Regions from separate parts of the Macaca mulatta genome. Here region 1 is linked to region 2. The links are chromatin contacts, called in public Hi-C maps. All regions are on one chromosome and are shown on one strand. The core of a region is the stretch at or near the end of the contact, and the rest is flanking DNA. Distances in the headings are between cores, read along the strand shown. Region 1 holds the start of VAMP1 (vesicle associated membrane protein 1). Region 2 has its middle 15 kb from the start of CD27.

The links. Hi-C and Micro-C count contacts between places; a contact is called where the count stands out from the background.
Region 1: a Hi-C map of cortical neurons shows a contact between it and region 2, with 2.5 times the contacts expected there. The contact joins the promoter of VAMP1 here to the enhancer-like site in region 2. A contact is called at or near these places in 5 of 14 Hi-C or Micro-C datasets (CD4 T cells, blood, cortical neurons and 2 more).

Annotation. Positions count from the first base shown.
Region 1 is chr11:7,425,128-7,427,827 of T2T-MMU8v2.0, reverse strand. It overlaps VAMP1 (vesicle associated membrane protein 1), which reads left to right and starts at 1,376. Exons shown (of 5, transcript NM_001261331.1): 1 at 1,376-1,516. The coding sequence starts at 1,515. LOC144332754 (a long non-coding RNA gene) reads right to left here. Exons shown (of 2, transcript XR_013400815.1): 2 at 108-1,581.
Region 2 is chr11:7,382,105-7,384,804 of T2T-MMU8v2.0, reverse strand. No RefSeq gene overlaps it. Among named protein-coding and RNA genes, the nearest start is that of CD27, 15 kb to the left of the region's middle. Within about 2 kb of position 1,259, at least 8 of the 40 cell types and tissues checked have an H3K27ac peak or open chromatin away from gene starts, as enhancers often do. A contact at or near this core is called in cortical neurons, where this site is marked.

The DNA.
Region 1 (2,700 bases), core at 127-2,626, 43 kb before region 2:
GAATCCCTAACAATCAGTTTCTGAATGTGAAGTTTTAGGGATAGTTACCATGTTATTGTTTTCTATTTCCCTTTTTATGCATGCACAAGAGTGAACTATGATAGAAATTGGTATGTATATAAATCTGTATTTTCAATACATGTAAAGCAAAAATGCTAAATGGTAAGGAAAGCATTTGTCACAGATAATTTGCAACCTTTTTTTTTGAAACAGGGTCTTGCTTGTTGCCCAGGCCAGAGTGCAGTGGCCTGATCTCGGCTCACTGCAACCGCTGGCTCCCAGGTTCAAGCGATTCTCTTGTCTCGGCCTCCCCAGTAGCTGGGATTACAAGTGCCCGCCACCACACCCGGCTAATTTTTGTATTCTTAGTAGAGACAGAGGTTTCGCCATGTTGGCCCGGCTGGTCTCGAACTCCTGAGCTCAGGTGATCTGCCTGACTCGGCCTCCCAAAGTGCTAGGATTACAGGTGTGAGCCACTGCGCCCCGCCATATAACCTTTTTTCTTAGTGGAACATAAAATAATGGTGAATTTTCCAACTGATAGAGTCCAGGAAACGGATAATAGTGAGCAGAGGGGAAATAACTACTGGAATACCAAGAAGGAAAAATCAGCTGGACTTGGCAGATAACTGGGGGAGAGGTAAAGGTGAAGGGGAGGCAATCTAGGATGGTTTCCAGGTTTCTGGTCTGGGCTACTGAGTCGATGTGGTAACCTGGACTGGAGCAGATTTGGGAGGGAGTTCAATTTAGGAAGGCTATGTTGAAAGAAACTGAGGAACGAAAGTTTCATGCTTGCTTTGGTGGGACTGAACCCCGCATCTGCTATCTGGCACCGGGAGCTTGTGGCTGTGTCTCGAAGCTCCCGCACCCTCAGAGCGTTAGTCAGAGGCGGGGCGGTAGGGGCGGAGCGAGGGCCAGGGCTGGGCACCAGGGCTGGGCACCAGGGCTGGGCGCGCCCCAGGGAGCCACCGCCTCCCGCGGAACGCGCGAGTCCGGGCACGGGGCGGGGCAGGGGCGGACACGGTCTTCAGTAACTGCCCAGCGATTGGTTGGGAGGCACCACAAACGCCTAATGAACTGCTGAAGCGCCCTCCGAAGGCACAGACCTCACCTCCACCCCGCCCCGTCCCTCCGCCAGACTGGAGCGCAAGCTATGGTTGCATTGATCACCGAAGGCTCCTCACAGCAACCGCTCCTTTCCGGAGTCGGATGAGAGGAGACTTGTGACTGGCAATTGGCAGGGGCGGGGCGGGCTAGGCCTGTAGCGCTGGGCGACCGTCCTGGGCATGGATTGGGCCACGGGGTTGTCACCGTTATCCGGGAGGCGTGGTCAGCGCTAATAAAGGCGGGGGCCGGCGCGGCAGCTGCAGTAAGTTCCACCGCAGCTAGACCTCGGAGTGGTCGGCGCCAGGCGGAGCTCGTCAGTTCCGTCCACTTCAGCTGCAGCGTCCCCCGCCGGGTGTCTCGCCGCAGCCTCGGGAGAGGAACAGACCCTCACTCTCTCTGTCAGAAAAATGTGAGTTGACTCTGGTGTGGGAGGCTCGGCACCTCCTTGACAACTCTCACTCCAAGCTCCCGACTCTGCGGGACGGAAAATGGCGCATTGCAGCAGCTGCAGCAACGCGGGGAGTCACCACCGCGCGCCGCCTCCGGACCGGGCCACCCCCAGGGAGGGGGGCTAGCACCCCATTCTCGCACCAGCCACAGCTAGCACCCCACGGGCAGTGCAGGGGCACAGGGGTCCCGCAATCACTGCACCCTCTCCTGTCGTCTGAGTGGCGCCTCATTCTGGTTTTAGTATAGTGGAGACTCGGAGAGGGCGGGGGCTGGGGGTGGTGGATGGGGACAACTGGGCAAGGGACTCGAAAGGCATTTCTGTCATCTGGCTAAATAACTGCTTAGCGCTTCAGGAAAGACAGTCATGGGTGCAACTGCCAGTTGTTAACTTGGGTTGCCCTACAATCTCTGGATTTGTTTACCCCTCACCCAAAGTGTGATGTCTAGCCCCCCTCATGGCAGTGAGCAAAGTTCCAGAAACTTATCTGCCAGTTCTCTGGCACCAGGTGAGCAGCTCAGAAAGACTCAAGGGGTAGTGGGATAGTGGCCTGTCATCCCAAGCGGCTGTTCATGCCGAGGCCGCTCGTATAAGAGACGTTTTTCTATCACCGAGTCTTATCAAATATTTGGAGGAGAAATAGGGAGAGCGGAGCTTCCTCCTTTCCTCCAACACACACAGTTTAGTCTCCAGCAATCTTCAACATCACCCCCTTCACAAGATCCTGTGGGAAAACTACGGCTAAACAAATGAAGTACTTCTCTTTCAAGACCTCAATATGTCTAATACAGATTTTTTCTTTCTGATTCCTACCCTGGCCTGGTCCTAGATGTATTTATGTTGCTTCTATAAGTGACAAAAAAGGGAAAGATTTACTTGTGTTACATAAGGGTTGTAATTATCCCTAGATATTTTACTGCTGAATGTTTCCAACTCCCAACAAGTAGTAAGTGAAATTGGCCTTGCAAATACTTCATAGCCATTTCACTTTTTCTTTTGATTACTATGGTTTTAACCAGATATGAGTGTTCTATGCATTTTGGGCAAGCCGTAGAATTCCAGTTGTTTTCATTTTGGGGCGGGGGCCTCCAGATGGTATCCACGTGGGATGAACAGAAGGCAACGGAGAAATCCTGGTGGCTAGC
Region 2 (2,700 bases), core at 10-2,509:
GCCTTTGTCTTTTCCTCTCTTATTTGGGGCATTGCAGGCCACCTATATTTGCTAAAGGAACTCTTACACAAAGCTTCGATAATTCTAGCACAGGGCAAGAAATAGAGCCTAAGGAACAAACCATCTATTTTCTCTCCACTCGGTAAAAAAATTATCTCTGGGAAATGAAATAGCCCAAGTCTGGCAGTTCCATGTTCTTCTTCTTCTTTTTGTTTTTTTAGAGACGGTTTTGCTTTCTTACCCAGGCTGGAGTGCAGTGGCACAATCATGGCTCACCGTAGCCTCGAACTCCTGGGCTCAAGAGATCCTCCCACCTCAGCCTCCAGAGTATCTAGGACTGGAGGTGCACACTACCATGCCTGACTAAGTTTTAATTTTATGTGGAGACTGGGTCTCTTTATGTTTCTCAGGCTGGTCTCAAACTCCTGGCCTCAAGACATTCTTCCACCCTAGCCTCTCAAAGTGCTGAGATTATAGGCATGAACCACTGCCCCTGGTCCATGTTCTTTTTTTTTTTTTTTTTTTTTTTGAGATGGAGTCTTGCTCTGTCGCCCGGGCTGGAGTGCAGTGGCCGAATCTCAGCTCACTGCAAGCTCCGCCTCCCAGGTTTACGCCTTTCTCCTGCCTCAGCCTCCTGAGTAGCTGGGACTACAGGCGCCCGCCACCTCGCCCGGCTAGTTTTTTGTATTTTTTAGTAGAGACGGGGTTTCACCGTGTTAGCCAGGATGGTCTCGATCTCCTGACCTCGTGATCCGCCCGTCTCGGCCTCCCAAAGTGCTGGGATTACAGGCTTGAGCCACCGCGCCCGGCCCCATGTTCTTCTTATATTGCTTTTTAAATTACTTCTTTTTGCAGATAGAGAAAGGCTTGTTAACTGGCCTCATGACTCAGCCTGCCAGGCACAATTCTCCATCGCCCCCGGCACAGTTGTATTTTTATGTTTGTTTTGTTTTTTTCCATAAATGATACACAGTATGTGTCCAACGATTTGCTTTTTGCGCTTTTAATCCAGTTATGTGTCTTGGAGATCATTTCATTTTATATTTCTAGAACTACTCGTTTTCTTAAATAGAGAATGGATGTGCAGAGGCTTTTTAGCCATTCTCCTGGTTCCTGAATACTTAGGTTGTTCCCAACAATGCATGATCCTAAGTGGTGTTGCATAAACATCTCATACTTCCCTGTGCATGTGGGAGTGTCTCTTTAGAATAAGTGCTGGGCATTGGAATCGCTGAGTCATAGGATGTGCACATTTTTCACTTTAATAGATGCTGGCGAGTTGCCCTCCAGAGTGGCCCTACAAATCCGCACTCCCACCAGCAGTGGAATGAGAGCACATATTTCCTCACGTCCTGCCAGCCTTTCATATTAGCAAGCTGTTTTTGAGCATCTCACTGGAGGAAAATGCTGTCTCATTGTTTCAGTGTGCACTCTTCCCATTCCTGGGGGAGGCTGAGCATCTTTCCATGATTACGCTGTTTGTGTTTCCTCTTTTGTGTCCAAGGTCTTTGTATCCTTATGTCACCACCAGTGTTCTGAAGTCTACCCTTGGCTCTTCCCCACAGCAATCCTGTCCTCCAGACCCAAACTGCATTGCCTCTACAGTCACGGGGATGCCTCTGCCAAACATGGTATACGCTTGCCATCTGCCCTGGGGACTGAGAAAAGCCTCCTGGTGGCAGGGGAAATCTCTGCTGTCCCTCCCTTACTAATGTCAGGGGACTTCAGACCTGCACAGAGGGTGTGTCCTTTACCTCACTTGTCACATGGCAGCTGGGACTTGCATGACCCCAGACTCTTTCTGCTTCAGCACTCAATGACCCCCCAAACTACACTGACCTCCAGCCCAAACTGAAGGGATCCTTGGTGTCTGTTGACTTTTATTGAGATGAAATGAATCATTTTAATAATTTTAAAATGTACCATTCAGTGGCTGGACTTTTATTGAGATAAAATGAATCATTGTAATCATTTAAAATGTACAATTCAGTGCTTTTACTGTATTCGCAAAGATGTGCAGATATCACTGCTAATTCCAGATCATTTCCATCTCCCCTAAACGAAACGTCTTACCAGCAGTCGCAGTCACTCCCAATTCTCCCCTCCCCAATCCCTGGCAAACACTAATCTAGCTTCTGTCTCAATGGATTTGCCTATTTGTGACATTTCATATAAATGGAATCATATTAATATAAAACGTGACCGTTTGCATCTGGTTTATTTCATGTAGCATAATGTCTTCAAGGTTCATCTATGTTGTAGCTTATATCAGTCCGTTCCTTTTTATGGCTGAATGACATTCCATTGTACAGATATATACCTTGTTTTGTTTATCCACTCGTTAGTGCTGTTGCCACTTCATATTTTCTTATTTTTATTTATTTGTTTTTTTGAGGTAGGGTCTTTCTCTGTCACCCAGGCTGGAGTGCAGTGGTGTGATCTCAGCTCACTGCAACCTCCACCTCCCAGGCTCAAGTCATCCTCCCACCTCATCCTCCCGAGTAGCTGGGACTACAGGAGTGCACCACCATGCCCAGCTAATTTTATTTTATTTTATTTTTGTAGAGATAGGGTTTCATTGTCCAAGCTTGTTTTGTTGCCCAAGCTTGTTCCACTTTTTGGCTATTATGAATAATGCTGTTGTCAACATTCATGTACAAGGTTTTTTTTTTTTTTTTTTTTTTTTTTTTGAGACGGTGT